Regions from separate parts of the Mus musculus genome. Here all the other regions are linked to region 1. A link is a contact called in public HiChIP or PLAC-seq and promoter capture Hi-C data. All regions are on one chromosome and are shown on one strand. Each heading gives the region's core, a stretch centred on a gene start, on an enhancer-like site or on the middle of the called end of the contact. The rest is flanking DNA. Distances are from core to core; before and after follow the strand shown. Region 1 holds the start of Fam114a1 (family with sequence similarity 114, member A1). Region 2 holds the start of 5830416I19Rik (RIKEN cDNA 5830416I19 gene). Region 3 holds the start of Rhoh (ras homolog family member H). Region 4 holds the start of Pgm2 (phosphoglucomutase 2). Region 5 overlaps Tbc1d1 (TBC1 domain family, member 1). Region 6 overlaps Tbc1d1 (TBC1 domain family, member 1). Region 7 holds the start of Pds5a (PDS5 cohesin associated factor A).

What was found. Promoter capture Hi-C pulls out the DNA fragments that hold promoters and counts their contacts. HiChIP or PLAC-seq counts read pairs in DNA pulled down with a chosen protein or histone mark.
Region 2: an H3K4me3 HiChIP or PLAC-seq map of bone marrow-derived macrophages shows a contact between it and region 1, with 6 times the contacts expected there. The contact joins the promoter of 5830416I19Rik here to the promoter of Fam114a1 in region 1. A contact is called at or near these places in 2 of 39 promoter capture datasets (the 3T3-L1 cell line and stem cell-derived epiblast-like cells) and 1 of 115 datasets of contacts at active chromatin or transcription factors (bone marrow-derived macrophages).
Region 3: a promoter capture Hi-C map of pre-B cells shows a contact between it and region 1, with 3 times the contacts expected there. The contact joins the promoter of Rhoh here to the promoter of Fam114a1 in region 1. A contact is called at or near these places in 5 of 39 promoter capture datasets (the C10 cell line, frontonasal cranial neural crest, liver and 2 more) and 1 of 115 datasets of contacts at active chromatin or transcription factors (memory CD8 T cells).
Region 4: an H3K27ac HiChIP or PLAC-seq map of the NIH/3T3 cell line shows a contact between it and region 1, with 7 times the contacts expected there. The contact joins the promoter of Pgm2 here to the promoter of Fam114a1 in region 1. A contact is called at or near these places in 5 of 39 promoter capture datasets (the 3T3-L1 cell line, 3T3-L1-derived adipocytes, hippocampal neurons and 2 more), 1 of 484 Hi-C or Micro-C datasets (B cells), 2 of 115 datasets of contacts at active chromatin or transcription factors (the NIH/3T3 cell line and embryonic stem cells) and 2 of 9 other capture datasets (adipose tissue and embryonic stem cells).
Region 5: a promoter capture Hi-C map of pre-B cells shows a contact between it and region 1, with 4 times the contacts expected there. The contact joins the enhancer-like site here to the promoter of Fam114a1 in region 1. A contact is called at or near these places in 4 of 39 promoter capture datasets (3T3-L1-derived adipocytes, liver, neutrophils and 1 more) and 2 of 9 other capture datasets (embryonic stem cells and liver).
Region 6: an H3K27ac HiChIP or PLAC-seq map of extraembryonic endoderm stem cells shows a contact between it and region 1. The contact joins the enhancer-like site here to the promoter of Fam114a1 in region 1. A contact is called at or near these places in 1 of 39 promoter capture datasets (embryonic stem cells), 3 of 115 datasets of contacts at active chromatin or transcription factors (embryonic stem cells, extraembryonic endoderm stem cells and fibro-adipogenic progenitors) and 2 of 9 other capture datasets (embryonic stem cells and liver).
Region 7: a contact with region 1 is called in a promoter capture Hi-C map of pre-B cells, with 7 times the contacts expected there. The contact joins the promoter of Pds5a here to the promoter of Fam114a1 in region 1. A contact is called at or near these places in 5 of 39 promoter capture datasets (hippocampal neurons, liver, neutrophils and 1 more), 2 of 115 datasets of contacts at active chromatin or transcription factors (bone marrow-derived macrophages and microglia) and 1 of 9 other capture datasets (liver).

The regions. Positions count from the first base shown.
Region 1 is chr5:64,968,822-64,971,332 of GRCm38.p6, forward strand. Fam114a1 (family with sequence similarity 114, member A1) reads left to right here and starts at 1,254. Exons shown (of 14, transcript NM_026667.3): 1 at 1,254-1,323. Mir574 (microRNA 574) reads left to right here and starts at 1,497; the gene lies at 1,497-1,574. It also overlaps a transcript of Tlr6 not described here.
Region 2 is chr5:64,043,718-64,046,228 of GRCm38.p6, forward strand. 5830416I19Rik (RIKEN cDNA 5830416I19 gene) reads left to right here and starts at 1,256. Exons shown (of 3, transcript NR_045384.1): 1 at 1,256-1,281; 2 at 1,432-1,470.
Region 3 is chr5:65,862,329-65,864,839 of GRCm38.p6, forward strand. It overlaps Rhoh (ras homolog family member H), which reads left to right and starts at 1,256. Exons shown (of 3, transcript NM_001081105.2): 1 at 1,256-1,553.
Region 4 is chr5:64,091,684-64,094,194 of GRCm38.p6, forward strand. It overlaps Pgm2 (phosphoglucomutase 2), which reads left to right and starts at 1,256. Exons shown (of 14, transcript NM_025700.3): 1 at 1,256-1,405. The coding sequence starts at 1,301.
Region 5 is chr5:64,216,793-64,219,303 of GRCm38.p6, forward strand. All of the region lies in intron 2 of Tbc1d1 (TBC1 domain family, member 1), which reads left to right. Among named protein-coding and RNA genes, the nearest start is that of Gm46913, 29 kb to the right of the region's middle. Within about 2 kb of position 1,254, at least 56 of the 459 cell types and tissues checked have an H3K27ac peak or open chromatin away from gene starts, as enhancers often do. A contact at or near this core is called in liver and pre-B cells, where this site is marked.
Region 6 is chr5:64,242,019-64,244,529 of GRCm38.p6, forward strand. The region is part of intron 2 of Tbc1d1 (TBC1 domain family, member 1); the gene reads left to right. Among named protein-coding and RNA genes, the nearest start is that of Gm46913, 4.0 kb to the right of the region's middle. Within about 2 kb of position 1,258, at least 65 of the 459 cell types and tissues checked have an H3K27ac peak or open chromatin away from gene starts, as enhancers often do. A contact at or near this core is called in extraembryonic endoderm stem cells, where this site is marked.
Region 7 is chr5:65,696,981-65,699,491 of GRCm38.p6, forward strand. It overlaps Pds5a (PDS5 cohesin associated factor A), which reads right to left and starts at 1,256. Exons shown (of 33, transcript NM_001081321.3): 1 at 770-1,256.

The DNA of each region.
Region 1 (2,511 bases), core at 4-2,503:
CTCTGAACATTTTTTCTCATCTTCCTAAAAAGAAAAAAGAAAAGAGCAACAAACTAGCAGAAGTCAACTGTCTTAGGGTTTCACTGCTGTGAGCAGACACCATGACCGTGTCAACTCTTATAAGGACAACATTTAATTGGAACTGGCTTATAGGTTCAGAGGTTCAGTCCATCATCATCAAGGCGAGAGCATGGCAGCATCCAGGCAGGCATGGTGCAGGAGGAGCTGAGAGTTCTAAGTCTTCATCTGAAAGCTGCTAGCAGAGCAGTGCCTTTCAGGCAGTCCATAGGATGAGGGTCTTAAGTCCATGCCCACAGTGACACACCTACTCCAAGGCCACTCCCACTACAACAAGGCCACACCTCCTAATAGTGCCACTCCCTGGCTCAAGCATATAAGTTACACCAACAACTGACTACTTAAAATTAAGAACTCCAGGGTGGTGAAAAGTCCCCCCAAGCACACAAAGTTCTATTCTAACAGGTGTTTATTGTTTGCAACTGCACAGAAATGCACAAGCAACTCCTCAAAGGAAAGAAACACACACAAACGGAAGCTGCCTAAAAAGAGAGAGCAGCTTACAAAGAGAAAACCAGAAAGGGGGCGCGCATGAGAAATGGTGACCAGTCAAACCTTGGAGACGCATACCTTTAATCCTAGGCAGAGGCTGGCAGAGGTCTGAGTACAAGGCCAGCCTGGTCTACAGAGTGAGATCTAGGACAGCCAGGGCGACACGGAGAAACTACGTGGTGCAAACCCCATCCCATTCCGCCCCACCCTACCCTACCCCCTGCTGCCATCAGGGAGGGGAGGGGAGGGGAGGGGAGATTTTGTTTGCTTTGGACAAATACATTTTCCACGCCAAACGCAGATGTGCAATGCCCAGGCCAAAGAGAATGAATTTGGGCTTTGATCCACATTTCCAAGCTGGCCTTCTAGAAAGCATGGCTCCTTTGAGTCTTTTTACTTTTGTTTCTAATCACATCCCACTCCCATCGCTGACGTGGTCAGAGAATTCCACCTAATTTAGAACCGGGAAATCCCACGGTGAGGCTAGGGGACTCCTTACAACCTGCAGGGCTTCCCCAGTGCTTCGTAATGGAAGGCAGGGGACCCCGCGCTCTGCCCCGACCACCGATCTGGGACGGCGGAGTTCGGAGTTCGCAGCAGGTCAGGGTGCAGTGGGGCCGGGCAGAGGCAGAGGAGGGCGGCCCGGGGCGGGGCAGCTTGGCCGGTCCCTCCCCTGCGGCCGCGTCCCCGCCGGTCCTGCCGACGTGGCGGGGCGGGACCCGGGACTCCCGCGCGCACTCGGCCGGCCAAGCGGTAAGAGCCCGGGGCGCCCTCTCCCCATCCCCTTCCCGGGCGGGAGGGGACCAGCGCGCCGCGACCCTTGTCCGCTGTAGGGTGTGAGAAATCACCGGCGGGGAACCGTCCCGAGAAAGCAACTTGCTTGGGCACGAAGGTCGGGGGAGACGCGGCCGAGGGCCCTGCGTGGGTGCGGGCGTGTGAGTGTGTGTGTGTGAGTGTGTGTCGCTCCAAGTCCACGCTCATGCACACACCCACACGCCCGCACGCCCGGTCTGCACCCTCGTCCGGCCTGGAGCTCCGTGGAGTCCGCTGCCAGAGGCTAGGCACAAGCCAGTCTGGAAAGTTTCCCCAAGTGTCCCAAGTCTGGGGTGGGCTGTAGGGTCCTCCCAGCGCGACGCTCTGAGGGATCCAGTTCTTGCTAGTCAAAGACCTCCATTCCTAGGGTGAGCTTGTCCTCCCCCTGGGAAAACCGAGCACAGGCCTTGACCTCCATCCTGATCCATCATCTTTCCCTGGCATGCCCCACACCCAGCATGCCTGCGCTCCTGCCCCCCTGAAACACCTTAAGCTAGCACCGTTTGCATTCCCAGGACCCTCTTGGGCCCCCTCTTCCCCACCCCAAAGGCAGCCCCTTTACCCAGCCAGCTTGTCTTCTCCGAGGAATCTGGTGAGTATTTCCCAGCTGTCAGTCAGTCCCCACTTGGATTTCACTGGCTTTTCTTAAAGAAGGAGGACTTTCGGCAGACTATGGGAGCACTCTCTGGGCCATACCATCAGTGTCCACCCCTGAACCTCTTGATAGAAGCTGATGGCTTTTTAAATCAGCAGTCCTTGAACTCCTCCCTGGGACACCAGAACAAGAGAAACAAGGTCATTCCGAGAAGCCTCTCTTAGCTCACCTGGCTTCCTAGAGTTCTTTCCTCCCCAGCCCATATCCTAGACTCTCTCCTCCATTTCCTCTATCAATCCTGAAATGTTCTGATTAAACTTCTTACATTGAAAGCTGCCAGCGATGGAATGAAACTCCAAGGGTGGGATTTGAAGCACAAGTTAGCCAGTGTAGAAGGAATTTGGGGACGGGGGGTGGGGGGTGGGGGGCGGGGTGTTAGGGGGTGGGGGGCTTCCTGAATCTTGGGGATTCAGAAGTGTAAGTAGTTATTTCTTTCATCAGAGCAGGCTTATGTGAGACATCGTTTTTCGTTC
Region 2 (2,511 bases), core at 6-2,505, 930 kb before region 1:
ACTCTCAGTGGTACCTATTCCCTTATTTGTCAAACACAACGGATATATTGTATCATTCTATTTGTTCCCGGGATAATAGGTCTCCAAAGACATCTCCAACCTGAACAGAGGGACAATGTTTCCCATTGTGTGGAGACAGAAGTGCCAGTGGCAGCCCACCTCTGCACCATGCAGCTGCTGGTGGGATGCTCTGGCCTCCAGGCCCCTTGGAGAATGAGTGCAAAGTGGTTGCCAACTTCCTCCATCACAAATACTCATGTGTCAGAGATTTTTAAATAAAAAATTCAAGAACAGATGGCAAAAGAAAGACTCGTTATATGTGTGCAATCTAGGCTTTGTCTCCTATGCATGTTGCAGTCTCTGTGTGTGTGTGTATGTGTTTGTGTGTGTGTGAAACCAACATTAATGTCATTTCTTGGGGGATAATAAGCTCATTCTGCTAGCCCCACTTATGGCTAATAACAATCAACAATTATTGATGCTTTCTTCGTTGCCACCTCCTCCTCATGAATCAGCACATGAATATTTATGTCCATGCTAATCAGCACAGAAGACTGCTGCAGACAGGCGTCAAATTACACTTCTGGGTTAGAGACAGCCTCCTCTTTTTGAGGCATTTTGATCAAGAAAAACTTGGTGGGGGGCTGATTTCTTGAATTTATTTATTATTTACTTACTTATTTTTGTTAGAATGAAGAGAGAAAGTGGCTGAAAGGCTTGGGTTGAAAGTATGAACGACCTGCATGTGTGAAGGCTCAGTTACTGGATGGTAGTTTTAAAAGGTTCTGTGTACCTTGAAGAAGTCAGGCCTTCTTTGGAAGCTGGACGTTGAGAGGGGATTGTGGGATTCCCCATCTGTCTCAGTTTGGTCTACACCGTTTTCCAGAGTGGTCTCTGCTATCCCAGCCCCCATGATGGTTTTCATATGCCACTCCCACATCCGAACACAAAACAAAGAAATGTAATAAAAAGAATAAATAAAATGTTATCTAAAGAGATCATGTCTTGGCACATGACACTTTTATCTGGGGCGGGGGAGGGTAGGCTGGGGAAGGTTGGGGAAGTGTGGGGGGGATGGATGGACAAGCACCTTGTTAGAGAAATAGTCTGAAGGCTGAGAGTCTCCTCCCGTGGCCCTGTACTCGCTGGCGGTAATCCTAAACTGTAAACGTCTATCTGTCTATCCGTTTTAAACCACAACACTTTGCGACTTCCTTGTTTCACCCGCTCTGCTTTGGTCTGAACAAGCACTCTCAGTGCCACCCATTATTCTGCCGGGAGGTATGTGTCAGAGCCGGTGTGCGCGCCAGCTTCGCCAGCTTCGTGTTGGATGAGCTCGCTGTTCGGGGAGGGAGGTGAGTGGGGGTGCAGGGTTATTTCTAGAATGGCAGAGGCAGTATAGGATAATGTAGGAACGCTTTCTATCCTCAGGGTTGAAAGAAGATGGAGAAATGGCGACTCCGTTTCCAGGTAACTGTATCTGCATCTCTCCTAAGAATCCTGCTAACTCACACTGGTGTAGAAGTTACCATGATTGGGTCCCGTGCTGATTTGTACCTGTGTTAAAGCACTGAATCCTTTGAAGTAGATGTAGTCGTTGGCTACAACAATATGTGTGGTGGTAGCTGTATGACTCAAACCTACCTAAAGTTCTTAGCCACTGTAAGAGACTATCGGAGGCTGACTGAGGTCAAAGAGCCACTTATGTTTTGTGCCCTGGCATATGACTTATCCAGAGGCTCTTTGCTTTATTGCCTCAAAATCCTTCTCCTGGCCAAGCCCTGTAATCTCAGAGCCACAGTCAGTTCAAAGAGAGGATGTAGGTCTTCTCCTATTGTCTGACCGGCACCACTTCTTCTTAACACGGGTCAGTGCTGAGAGTGGCTACTGGTGTGTGAGCTAATGTTCTCTCTCTCTCTCTCTCTCTCTCTCCCTCTCCCCCCCTCCTATGAATCATGGCGTTCATGTCCTTAAATCAGTCATCCCTTCACATGACCAGCCCGGCAGACAATACAGTGGGTATGAGTACGGAGCTGCAGGCTGGCCACCGGCCAAGGGCTCCGGGTGGGAAGAGCAGGATTGCTGCCTGGCTCTGAGCCATGTCACATGCAGCAGGGCTTGGGTGGCTCTCCAGGGGACTCTTTCAGGCATACGAAACAAAAAGCAAGGGCCACACTCAAAGTTAAAAAGCTCTGTCACTGTTGGGTTTTCCTGTGGTTATTTTCCAAGAAAAACAAACAAACGTTATGACTGCTCTACTTTTGAAAATAAGTAGCAAGAAATTTGAATGTTAATCCACTGGCAGTAAAAATGTACTCTGTGGTTCTATGTCATAAGCAGTCACAGACACAGAAGTCTAGACACAGTTCTGTCCTTTCCAACTACGTGATGTTGGTCAGTTCTGTGAATTCTCTGGGTTTCGTTGTGCCTTGGAACCAGATGGAATACATTTATCTCGTAAGGATGCTCTTATCCTTAGTTCCTAGCTGAACCTGTTATCACGAGAGAGGT
Region 3 (2,511 bases), core at 6-2,505, 890 kb after region 1:
GTGTAGCCCTGACTGTCCTGGAACTCACTCTGTAGACCAGAACTCAGAGATTTGCCTGCCTCTGCCTCCAGAGTGCTGGGATTAGAGACGTGCCATTTAATCCCATTTAAAGTACCTAAGGCCTGGCTAATCCAATCTCATGTCTGCCTTAAGGTCTTTCTGCTGTTTGCCTACTTGGCACTCCGATATTTTGAGCAAGTTACCATCCTGGTCAGTAGCATTTATAGTGATTCAAGACTTAGGGTGGCGGGGCATGGGAAGGGGAGGGGGAGGGGAGGGGGGAGGGTGTTAATACTTCAGGAGAGTCAAATGGCTGGTTTAGGCAGTTTGACCATGGGGTTACATTGTGGCAGATGGTCTCTACACCTGGCTGGCACAGCGAGGAGGGACAAGTACAGTTGTGTTTTTAGTCAAATAATGAAACTCAGAGGGGTCAGAAAACAGCACAGGGTCTAGTACCTCCCGGCCCAGGTGCTGCTCTGTGGCGGTTACTTGACTTTTGCTATGCCCTTCATTTTTAAATTGTTACTAATACTGGCAGCACAACTCATTATTAATAAGGCAGAGTGATCCAGAGAACCCACCGACTGTCTCCTGCTGGGCTGGTGGTGAACTCCGTGTACAGCTGAGTTTTTTTTTTTTTTTTTACAGAGACTCTCTGTGAAGCTCTGGATGTTCTAGAATTCTCTATGTAGACCAGGCTGGCCTTGAACTCAAAGAACTCCACCTGCTTTTTGCCTCTTGAGCGCTGGAATTAAAGGCAGGTGCCATCATACCTGGGAAACCTGGAACTTCTGATCCTTCTGAACATTGGGATAACAGGTGTGTGCCAGGAACTATGGCTTTTATTCAGTACGGGGCACAAACACAGGGCCAGGCAAGTACGCTACCCATAGGCTCCATTCTCAGCCCGGAAGTTAAGTTCTTAGTTAAGTGCTTTTACTTAAGCTTAAGTTAACCGAGACCAGCCAGGACAGTGAAACCGATTTTCCTCTCTTGTTTCATTTCCTGAAAGAATCATCCCAGTTTCACCCCCTTTCCTTCCCTCAACAGGAGGGAATGGAGAGAGAGAAACGATCCAGAAAGGATAAAACGGTAATCAAACAGAAATCCAGCCGTGCAGCAAAAGCCCTATTTGGCCTCTTGCTTGGGTAGGTTTCACAGGCTCATGGAGGGAAACAAACGCACATGCGCACAGGCCCCTAAACCCACACAGGCGAAACCCCTTTGTGGAGAAGCCAGCCACAGGAAACTCACTTCGGCACAGGAACTTGCTAATCGCTTTTGTCACTTTCGGAGTGTTCCTCTGCCTCGGTCACCTCCGACACTGAGGCCCACCACCTTGGGCTGGACTCTGCCAGTCCGGTGTTGCAGCTTTTCCAACAGTGACTCATTGGGAGCCTTGGGGAAGAGAGAGAGAGAGAGAGGTAGACCTCAGGAGGGACTCTCAGCAGTAATAGATTTGAGCTACGTTAGCTTTTACATGGCGTGGAGAGCTACTTAGACTTCCGGAGTCAGTCATTTTGGTGATGAGACTTGGCATTCTACCCCAGGTAAGACTTTTGCCTCTTTAAAAATGTTTTTTCGGTGTCTCAGGAATCTCTGTGATTTTGTTAAGATTTTTTTCTTCTTCTTTAGGCTGAACATTGTAATGACCTTTTTTAATTTGTTGCAAAGTGTAGACTAAACTCAGAGATGGGGGTGTGTTCGGCCGTCTACCCCAACTCTAGAGTCTTAACAAGACACACTTTGGTTTTCTTTCTATTTTGCTTTGTTTTTGTTTTGAGATGAGGTCTTGGATAGCCTGGGCTGGCTGATGTGAAGTCAAAGATGGCCTTGAATTCCTGACCCTTCTGCTTCCACCTCCCAGGTGCAGGAGTTACAGGCATGTGCCACTGAGTCTTAGTTTCTAAGGTATTCCCATATGTTCTTGGGGCTGTGTCAGAGCTTGCTTGTGTGGGGACTTTAGACTTCATGCAGCAGTGTTTGATGAAGGAAATCTAAGGGCCCTCCAGCATCCACAGAGAGCAGCTTTAAAGTTATCTAGCTATGTAGAAAAAAAAAATCGAAATAAAAACCATATCCCAGAATTCCTATCTAGCTATTCTCAATCCCAATGGCCCCTTTCTGTACATTTCTAGATTAAATTTAGTTTCTCAGCAGGTTTCATGCTGTGCACTGCCAATAGATTGGCTGGGCTGTAACATCCACAGCAACAAAAGCTTGGGGGAAAATCACCGGTTTTAGGTGCTTCACTAAATTAAAGTTGTGACAGATGGGTTCAAGCGACCGGATCTAAGATGGTGCTGTGCATGAGAGAAGAGAAATATAAGGAAACCCGTCCTTCGGTGGACCTTCAAGTCTAGTAGTTACAGCGAAAGATACAGGTTAGGAAACAGTTGAAGAAGAAGCTGGGTCACAGAAGCTTTAACAGCTGTAGGGTTTCGAGAAGGGTTCTGGGAGTGAGCTGGAGTGCTCAGAAGGAAGGATGCTTATAAAGGATGGGGGCTT
Region 4 (2,511 bases), core at 6-2,505, 880 kb before region 1:
ACTCATGGCTTATCGATCATCATTTATGTATATGATTTAGAATGAATATACCACTACATATTTATCCATTCTATTGTTGGCAATCTGGATGTGTATGGTTGGAGCTTTTTGCGACTAAATCTGCTAGAAACCTTTTAAAAAGTTGTGTGTGTGTATGTGTGTGTGTGTGTGTGTATGTTTGTATTTTGCCTGCATACATGTCTATGCACCATGGATATATATGACAATGGAGGTCTGAAAAGGATGCAGGATCCCCTGGAACTGGAGTTTCAGACCATCCTGAGCAGCCATGCTAGTGCTGATAATCAAACTTAGGTGCTCTGGAAGAACAACCCGTGCTCTTAACTGCTTTGGATTTTTTTTGTTTAATTGTTTTTTCTTTCGTTTTAGGGTTGTTTGTTTGTTTGTTTGCTTGTTGAGACGAGATCTCACACTGGAACCCACGGTGAACTGGAACTCACTTTGTAGGCCAGGCCCTGAACTCACAACAGTCCCAACAGTCGGGACTGCAGGAGCGAGGAAGGCATCATGTGCGGCTCAGAACCATTCTTGCTTGTGCTTCCCCGTGCCCAGCCAGGTGTGCACATACATCACCCAGCTGACCTGGAATTCTCGTTTGTGTGTGGCGACCTCAGGCGGATGAGTCGACATTCTTTTTACATTTTCTAGTGTGAAAATCCAGTTGACCCGGTGCCTTGAAATTACAACTCGTCCTTCCGGTTGCTCTTCTGACATAAACTGTCTTTGCAAGTGTTATCTCATTTCTGGCTCGTTGGTCTATTTGATTTATTTCCCACTTGGCTCTTCTTTTTCAAGATTTGTTTCCCCCTCTGCTATTCTCTAATTTAATTTACATTTTGAGATAGGATCTCCCTATGTACCCCTAGTTAGTCTAGAGTTCACTATGTAGATCAGATTGGCCTCTAACTCACAGAGACCTGCCTGCCTCTGCCATGTGGCTACTGGCCTGCGCCAATGTGCTCTGCTTCCCAGCGCAGTCAGACTAGCATCTCAGGTGTGATGGGCACCAAATGCATACTTGATGTTTGCTGGAGGACCCTGGGTATGTAGGGCCTAGGAGACTAGAGTAAGGCGAGCCTCCAGCTCTCCTAACAACAAAGCACTCCCCAATTGCCTGGCCCTCCGGGAAGCACACCCACTAATGGCGAGTCTGGAACCGGGCGGGGCTGCTGCACGTCCTCTTCCCTCCGGCTCTCTGACTACGCCTCTTTCCCCGCCCTCTCCCCGCCCCTCCAGAAGGGTGACCCGGCCTCCTCCGCCCGGTTGTGACTGCTGCGGGATGGCGGCGGCGACACCGACAGAGACACCGGCTCCGGAAGGCAGTGGCTTGGGTATGGACGCGCGACTGGACCAGGAGACCGCGCAGTGGCTGCGTTGGGACCAGGTAAGGGCCGATCTCCGGCTCTTCGGTTCTCGGGCGCCGTGGCTTGTCCGGCAGGGAGCCGGGCCCAGCTTCCTTCTTTCCTTCCCTGCCTCGCCACACGGTGCCTGCTCGGCATAAGCTGTTGCGGGACTGGAGACAGCTGTGTGGCTCGCCCGGCTGCTAGACCCGGTAGAGGAGCGAGCTGGGGGGCGGGGAGTGGGGTGGAGAGTGAATGTAGCGGGCCTGGGACCCGGGGTAGTCCACGCACGAGAAGGTTTTTGAGGTTCTGTGATGGGCTGAGCATCTTCATCCATTCAGAATCCGCTCTGTCCCGCCTTTCCCGGGACCTGGACTTCTCCACAGTCCAGACCACCTTTTCTGATTTCATGGATACTACCGGGTCCCTGATGGGCCAGGCTGACAGGGAGTTTTCCAGAGAACATACACTCCACTGGGAAGGTGACAGGGAACGCTTTGGCCCCAGCTGCGCCTTTCCCCTGTAATGTCTTAGTCAGTCGGCCAGCTCCGGACATCACTTCCTTTGCCCTCTACAAGTTCTCTCTGACCTGTGCTTTCGCGTGTCCTGTTGCTTTCCCGCAATGTTCCTCTTGCCGGTGTTCTGCTGACTTTATTTCTCTTGTCGTTTTTCCTGTGTGAACTTAGCGGATCTTTCCTGTCTCCCAAGTGCAACTCAAACTCTCTCTCTAGACAGCCCAGGCCTTTGGTTCCCTGCTCTTCCTGGAATTGAAAGACAATCCCTTACAGGCTTGTTTGTTTAAAATTTGTCGGTATCCAGGGCTGACTTCAGGAGGTGAGACCCACGCAGATCCACTGAACCTGTACTCAGGGAAGGGCCCAAGCCGTATTTTAAAGCACTACTTTGAGATTCTCTATTGTTAAACACGGAGTCTTTCGTTCTAATTGTGCACTGGCCCCCCCTGAAAATTATGTAGCTGGTGCTGTGTGTCTCTGCTGCTTTCCGTGGTCTATAGTACCGTAGTACCGTAGTGCCGTACTGCATGTCTATAGTTGGTCCCTGAAACATTTGGTGACTGGATAGAGGCTGGAAGGCTCAGCAGAGGCCTTTGCTCGCTCACACCTAGAAAATGAATAGTCAGGCCATCCTG
Region 5 (2,511 bases), core at 4-2,503, 750 kb before region 1:
CACTTATGTGATGGCTCACAACTGTCAGTAACTCCAGTCCCAGGGGGTTCTAGTGTCCTCTTTGGCCTCTGTAGGGACCAGGTACACATGTGATACACAGACATGTGTAGGCAAAACATTTATAAAATAATAAATCTTACCCAAAAAAGTGAAAATCCTGTCAGTACCTAATTCTAATGCTCTACAGATTAGGGATAGTCTTCCTCCTCTCTTATCTGTAAGGGTAATTTCTACTTAGCATTTGGATGCCTGGTAAGACTCCAAGCTGCCTACAGGGCCTGCCGTTGGCTCAGGACCCCTTCTCTGGCTCCCTGACTCAAGCAGTCAGCTGTGCTCTTTCCTCTTTGCTTGCAGTGTGGGCTTGCTGGACTGTAAACCGTCCCTTCAAGGGCAGGTGGTGTGTCTACCGCTGCACCCCAGGAACTGATGCGCGGTGATGAGCCATAGGCATTAGTAGACTGATGGATGGTTGAAGCCTATCCCTCGGTGGGGCCAGGTTGTAGATGTGAAATTACCAACTGGTCCTCAGTTTCCCCTTCTTAGGAGGTCAGGAGGCTCCCTGTTTCATGCACTATGGAGATTTTGAACAATGCGTGGGGGGCCAATGGACTTTGTCTAGGGTTCACTGGTTTCCTCCGAGTCTGACAGGCAAAGCACTCTGAGCATTATGCTCCATCACCACGATCATTTCTTATCTCCAAGAGCTGCAATGATTAACGAGATAATGGCAAACATCTGCCAGACACTAAGTGCTCAGGGAATACTGCTTGCTTCCCTCCTGAATAGTGATCTCCGAGAAGGCTTTGAGAGACCAGGCAGGCATCCATTCTTGATCTCTCCTCCGAAGGAAGGAACCGATTCTGCGTTCTGGAAAGTTCTCGGAGCTTTGGTGACCTGTTGAGAGTGACTCTGAGTTTAACAATCAAAGATAACTGTGAGCTAAGGCCATCAGACCATTAACCCATCATGAGTTGGTTCGTTTTAGATGGAGTCTCAGAGCTCAGGCTAGTCTGCAACCCTGTCTGCAGCTCTGGTTGGTCTCGAATCTGTCATCCCTCTACCTCGGTCTTACAAGTGCTGGGGTTTCAGCAGTGTGCCACCAGGGGATTCACTTCAACATAAATGTCACAGCTTGGGAGGAATGTTGGAGATTTTAAGTCCATAATAACTTCCACAATAGCTACAGGGTAGATACGGATCCAGGTGTGATCTGTCCCTGAAATGAGTAGGTAGAGCTGGCAGAACATCCGAGTCCACCTGGCCCCAAGCCACCCCGTTCTGCCTCATAGAGAGCAAAGTTCAAAGGCTCAAAAGAAAGTTAATCCAAACCACAGAAGAAACTGCCTGGCCCTCATCTGAAAGCTGAGTTTATGTTGAAATTCATGAAAACATGAAACTTCACGTTGCTTGTATTATCGTTGTCACATTTGGGAAATTCCAGGTTAGAAGACCTACAATTCAGACCCCCCTGCATAAAAGCTTTAAGAGGATGGATGAGACTCTAACACACATGGAAAGGAGAAGCCATTCTCTCTTCAGGTCCGCTCACCCCTGGTGTCTGTCAGAGCCAGTAGGAGCTGTTTTTAGTTCTGTTCCTTCTCCAGCTGTACAGAGAGGCCAGGGTGTGTGTGTGTGCGCGCGTGCAGTGTGCACGGGTGGTTTATTTTACAACCCGGGCAGGTGTTCTTTTGCTAAGCACTAAATCCCCAGAGACTACTGGAGGTTGTTTCCCCCTATTCTCTCTCCCCCTCCCCCTCTCTCCTCCCCTCCCTCCTCTCTCCTCCCCTCCCCCTTCCCCTCCCCCTCCCCTCACCCCTCCTCTCAGTTATGGGGACTAACTTGGGTCATGATTTCTGGAAAGTGTTCTTGCTCAGTGCACCAACAATGGCACCAAGAAGAGCCTGAGCAGACACTTGGCGAGATGCAGGAGTCTGTGACTCACTGGCTTTTACCTTGAAATCTCAGGTTACACCAAGAAAGCAAAAACAGGGCTTTAGGGATGACAGGATCGCTTAGCAGGTAAAGGCACCTGCCACCAAGCCCGACAACCCCAATTCAACCCCTCAGGCCATTTGGTAGAAAGAGAGAGCCAATCCTAGTAAGTTGGCCTCTGACCTCCACCCACGCCTTCGTACCCTCGTCATGCCCCAGCAGTGGCACATACAATAGTAATGTTAAATTTTTAAAAGGATCGTGTTTTGCATAAGGAAGCATGCTCATTTCAGACTTGAAAAGAGTGAATGTTGTGAGAAAGGGCTCAGCTGTGGATAAAACCTGGGATTAAGTTTGTATAGAAAGTCTTAGAAATTAAAAATTTTACAAAAAAAAAATCATATTCAAAGGTAAATTCAACCACCTAAACCAGGAAACTTTGACCTGCTGTGGAGGGAGGGGAACGAGTTTGGATCAGGTTTTTATTTGCTAATAGACCAGTCAGGAAATAGCATTTCATACTTTTCCATTTTTATTTTTTTTTTATATGTGTGTGGTGTATGTGTTCATGTGTGTGTT
Region 6 (2,511 bases), core at 8-2,507, 730 kb before region 1:
CAGGAGTCCCAACCCTGCTCTCATGTTCCGTCGTCACCCCCTGTTGAGTGGACTGGGATAGTGACTTTAGACATTTGCTGAGAATCTTGCCTGCTCCAGGCGATCAGTCTGTGCAGGTTGAAGCTTACTGTGCAAGCCCACCATGTGCACACAAAGTGAGACCTTGCCTGGGAGAAGGCAGGGGTGTGCAAAGGAGTAGTTGGAAGCCAAATTCCTTGTAGATGCCTGTTTTACATAGAATTGTCTTTTCAAATGTGATTTCCAAAGGGCTGGGGAATGGTTTAGTCAGCAAAGGGCTTAGTAAAGGGCTAACTGCGTTAAGTCAGGTCCAGTCCCTAGCACCTAAGTGGATGGAGTCTCATTGTGAGTGAATCAGAACCTGTGATCCCAACATTGGGATAGGGTGGGATGGGGTGGGGTGGGGTAGAATAGGGTGGGATAGGGTAGATGGGGTGGATGGGGGTTGAGACACGAGCATCCTTGGGCCTCATTGGCTAGCCTGTGTAGTTGACTCAGGTTGTTAAACTCAGGAGTCTCACAAATGAGTGAGCTAGAGAGATGGCTCGGCAGTTAAGAGCACTTGCAGCTCTTGCAGCTTCATCCCCAGCACCCACTCGGTGTCTAACAAATGCCTGTACCTCCAGTTCTAAGGGACCTGAAATTACCTTCTGACCTCTGAGGTTGCTGCACACTTGTGGTGTGCCAACATATATGCAGGCAACACACCCCTGACATAAAACAAACATAAAGCTATCTTAAAAACCAAAACCAAACCAAACCAAAAACGTTGTCAAGCAATAGAGGAAAACACCTGGCATTGTTGTCTGGCTTTCACATGCCTGTACATGCATGCATGCATGCACACCTCCACACATTCATGAATGAACACACAGTATGTTTTCTGTCCATGAGCCACAGATATGCTCTGGATGTGAGTAGTTAGTAAGGAATGCAGTGACCTGGAGCACCCGTGTGCTGACTTAGCTGTGTGGTTTTACATTGCTCTAACACGTGTATGTTTCATCTGGAGTGGGTAGATGGCAGCAAAGTGGAAGGAAGGGTGACTCTGTCCTCAAGCCCGTCCTGTGCAGATCTAGGTTGGGTGCACAGGTTCTTCGTGGTCATGGAGCACTAAGCATAGAGTGAGAAACTGGTAAGGTTTGAGTCTCAGAGTCTCCCCCTACAGCATGTCCCTAGGCATATGGGCATATGTTGTTGTTGTTCTGTTATTATCGATGTTACTGTGGTTATTATCTACTTGGAGGCTTAGGGGTTTCAGCCAAATAAGGAAATCTGACACCAACGATTACTCCGTCCCTGCTTCATCATGCAAAGCAAATCCTGTGGTGGGGAAACCAACCTTGACTGGGAATGTCTGGCTAGTTCTGTGTGCCTGAGCTTTGTGACTCGATGCCAGTCACTCTAGCCCTTGGTGGCTTTTTTTCTGATCTCTAAAGTGAGCAGGGTGAATGAATGGGTAGACGAGTGGATGAAGGAATGAATGAATGGCCCCACCCAGGAGTTATGGAAGAAGCTGAATGAGTGAAAGCGTAGAGGAGGGGATGCTCTAGATGGAGGGAGACACTGCATGCCTGTGATTGACACAAGGGCTGTTTGCAAGGGAGTGAGATAAGATGGTTTATTGACAATTCCGTGGAGAAGGACCCCAGGACAGCTGGGTAGCTATTTTGGTAGAGGTTGGAGGAGGGTCCTTGTGCAGAGCCCGGGCTGGAGTGAAAGCCTTGCTGGATGGGACGGGTGGGATCTGGCTGGGTTAAGTACAGGCTTGACCAGCACCTGAGATCTGGCTCATGCTGAGGAATGAATAGTGTGCACCCTGACAGTTAAAAGTTGACAGAAGGAGGAATGCGTAGAAAGAAGCCTCTTGCCAAGTGTGAACCTGCTCACGTGGGAACCAGGGAATAAGGAGGCATTCTTTAAAGAGGGGCTTGGCCCCTTGAGTCCAGTTGAGAAAACAATGCAAAGGCAGAGATGTAAATCAAGCAGTCCTTTGCGGAGCAGAGGGTGATAAGCATCTGAACTGGCAAGCAGTAGAGGAAGACACCCGCACCCAGAGTTCCCTGGCACTACTGAAGGAACCCAGAAGTCCTCTGCTAGATTTGGGAGAGCAGATGTTTTAACAGTAGTCCAAGATGGCTGTGCAGTGCACATGAACTCATGCCCTACCCTTCCTGGGCTTATTTAGATATTATTTCCCCCTCATCCTTTTAAATCAAGATGGAGTGTCACTTTGGAAAATGTCCTTAGGATTTAGAGACTTCAGTTCCCTTTTAGTAGATGGAATTTAATTGTAATGGGTAGATCAGAGTTCAGTCTAAGCAAGTCTCAACTTCTAGCCATACTGGAGTGTTCTCTGGCACGGGAGAGCCAGCCAGCTGTGGGCCATTCCCAGCAGTAGCTTCTGTCGGCTGCAGTCTCCTTATCTCTTGTCAGGCTTGGTTTCTGTGTTGGTTCTCTAGGAATGTTCCTGATAGTGAGTGTCTGATCCTG
Region 7 (2,511 bases), core at 6-2,505, 730 kb after region 1:
TTGTAACCTCTTTTTCATTTCAAAAATCTCTAATCTAGAAAGGGCCCTTTCTTCCCCCCGAGGCCGGGGACCCCGCCACTCGCTCCTTCCCTGGGTTTCGGACCCGGCTAGGCGTCCGCCACCCCCACCCGAGCCAGCCCCGGTGCCACGGGGTTCTCGGCTGCAGCAGCCCCGGCCGCGAGAGGCGCCGAGCAGCTCCCGGAGTTTCCTAGCCCTCTTTTCACAATGAAATGTATCCCCGAGCACCTAGGACGGAAGTTTGGTGGCCTCGGGGGGACATTGAGGACCCAACGGCCCCACTTGGCTCAGGAGAAGCGGCTGGGTCCCCGCCTGGCCGGTCACCTCCGGGAAAGGAGACTCGAGGCCTAGAGGGTTCAGCTTAGGCCGCAAAACTAGGTACCCAAGAGGACCCACGCGCGGCGCCGGCGCCCGGGAGCAGAACGCCATAGCCGTGCCGAGCCCCGGGCTCCCGGCGTCCCCGCCGCGCGGCCGCCCCTCCCCGGCCAGCCCGCCACCCCCGCCAGCCGCCCGAGCCCCTCGCCAGGAAGCGAAGGACCCGGCTCCGCACTTCACATTTTTGTTCCTTAACTTCAGCAACCGAGCCCGGCGGCATCTCAAGCCCCTCGGTCGCCCGGCGCTCCTCGGCACCGCCAAGGCCTGAGCCGCCGCTCCGGGCAACCCCGCCGGGCCTCCGCGCGCGCCCTCCCCTGCGGTCTCCCCTTCCGTCCCTCCCTCGCCGCCGAGGGCGCGAGCCCGGCCGCCGCTTTACCTCCTCCTCATGCGGGCGGACGGTGCAGCGAGCGCCGGGCCTCTGTCAGGTGGTTGCGCCGCCGCCGCCGCCCCTCGTCGGGCTGCACACAAAGCGGCTCCGTCCGTCCCGCCGCCGCCGCCGCCGCCGCCCGCCCGCCCCGGAGCGGCGCTGGGGCTGGCGGTGCCGAGGAGCAGCCGCCGCGGGGGGAGAAGCGGGCCGAGCGTGCGCCGGCCGGGGCGACACTGCCGCTCTCCGTCGGGCTGAGGAAGCGCAGCCTCGGCCGCGGCTCCTCCGAGAGCCCGCGCGCGGGTGCACGCCCGCGCGTCCCCCGCGCCCGCCCGGCCGCTCGCTCGCTCGCCGGCCGGCCGCCCGCACCTCGCGCCCACCCGCACCAGACGCCCTCTCGCCGCGGCGCGCTCCCGGCCCGCCCGTGCCCCGCGGAGCCTGAGCGTCGCCGCGCACAGCCGGAGCCCGTCACGCGAGCGGCGCGAGAGCCCGCGAGAGCACCGCGCGCCTCGCTCCCGCCCCTTCTTCCGCCGGCCGAGCCCCCGCCTCCCTCGAGCCCGACGCGGCCGCGCGCGTGGTGGACAGCGCCGCCACCCGTTTGGCGCCAAGACCTGCCCGCGCGGGCGCCTCCGGGGGGCCGGCAGCCGAGCCGGCGCGCGGAGGAGGAGCCCCGGTGGCGGGAAGCGGACCCCGGGAGGCGCGGCTTTGCGACACTCCCGGCCACCGCTGTCGCGGAGTCCGGGGCTCTTGAAGGCTTGGCTGGCGGGGATGTGACCGGACCGGTGGAGAAATGGTTAATTATCTGGAGAAACGGCTGCTTTCCCCTCCAAACAGAGCTCTGGAAGCCGAGGCAAAGTTTTACAACTCGGGCTGCTCATTCTCGCGTCTTCCGGAGAGTCGCCCTAGGTCGCAGCCTACGACCTTAGTTAGACTCCTACCATTAAGGTTTTCAAAGCTGCAAAATAGGAAGTTGGCATGCGATCTCAAGCTATGGTGCCGGGGCTTCTGGCCTCCCAGTCATTTTGGGTACAGGCTGAAAACACAGACTAGGGTTCCTGATAGTGAAGCCCAGAAGAAGAAAGAGGGAGGGTGTTTTTAGAGATTTACAAATTACCTATGTGAATCTGAGACCTCTTTTTTTTTTTTAAGTTGTGAATACACCAAAGCTCTACTTTTTCTCTCCTCCAAAGGAAAGGCTTGCCAAAGAAAACTTAGTGCAGCGGTGCTTGAGCAATTTAAGGTAAATATTGAAGCGAATGAACCTGAACAATACACACATAATTTCAGGAAACCACCTTTTAAAACAATAAGCAAGCCGGGCAGTGGTGGCACACGCCTTTAATCCCAGCACTTGGGAGGCAAAGGCAGGCGGATTTCTGAGTTCGAAGCCAGCCTGGTCTACAGAGTGAGTTCCCGGACAGCCAGGGACAGCCAGGGCTACACAGAGAACCGTCTCAAAAAAACAAAAACAATAAGCAGAAGGGGGTGATGGTGGTGCACGCCCTTAATCCTAGCATTTGGGAGATAGAGGCAAGCGGATCTCTTGAGTTCAAGGCACCCTGGTCAATCGAGCTAGCTCCAGGACGTCAGACAGCCAGGGCAACAAAGAACCCCTGTCTCAAAAAAAGTAAAAAATATTAATAATAATAATGAAAAGAGGAAGAAGCTAGGCCGTTATGGTTCACGCCTTTCAACGGGAGGCAGAGGCAGGCAAATCTTTGATTTCGAGGCTAGCCTGGTCTACAGAGTAAGTT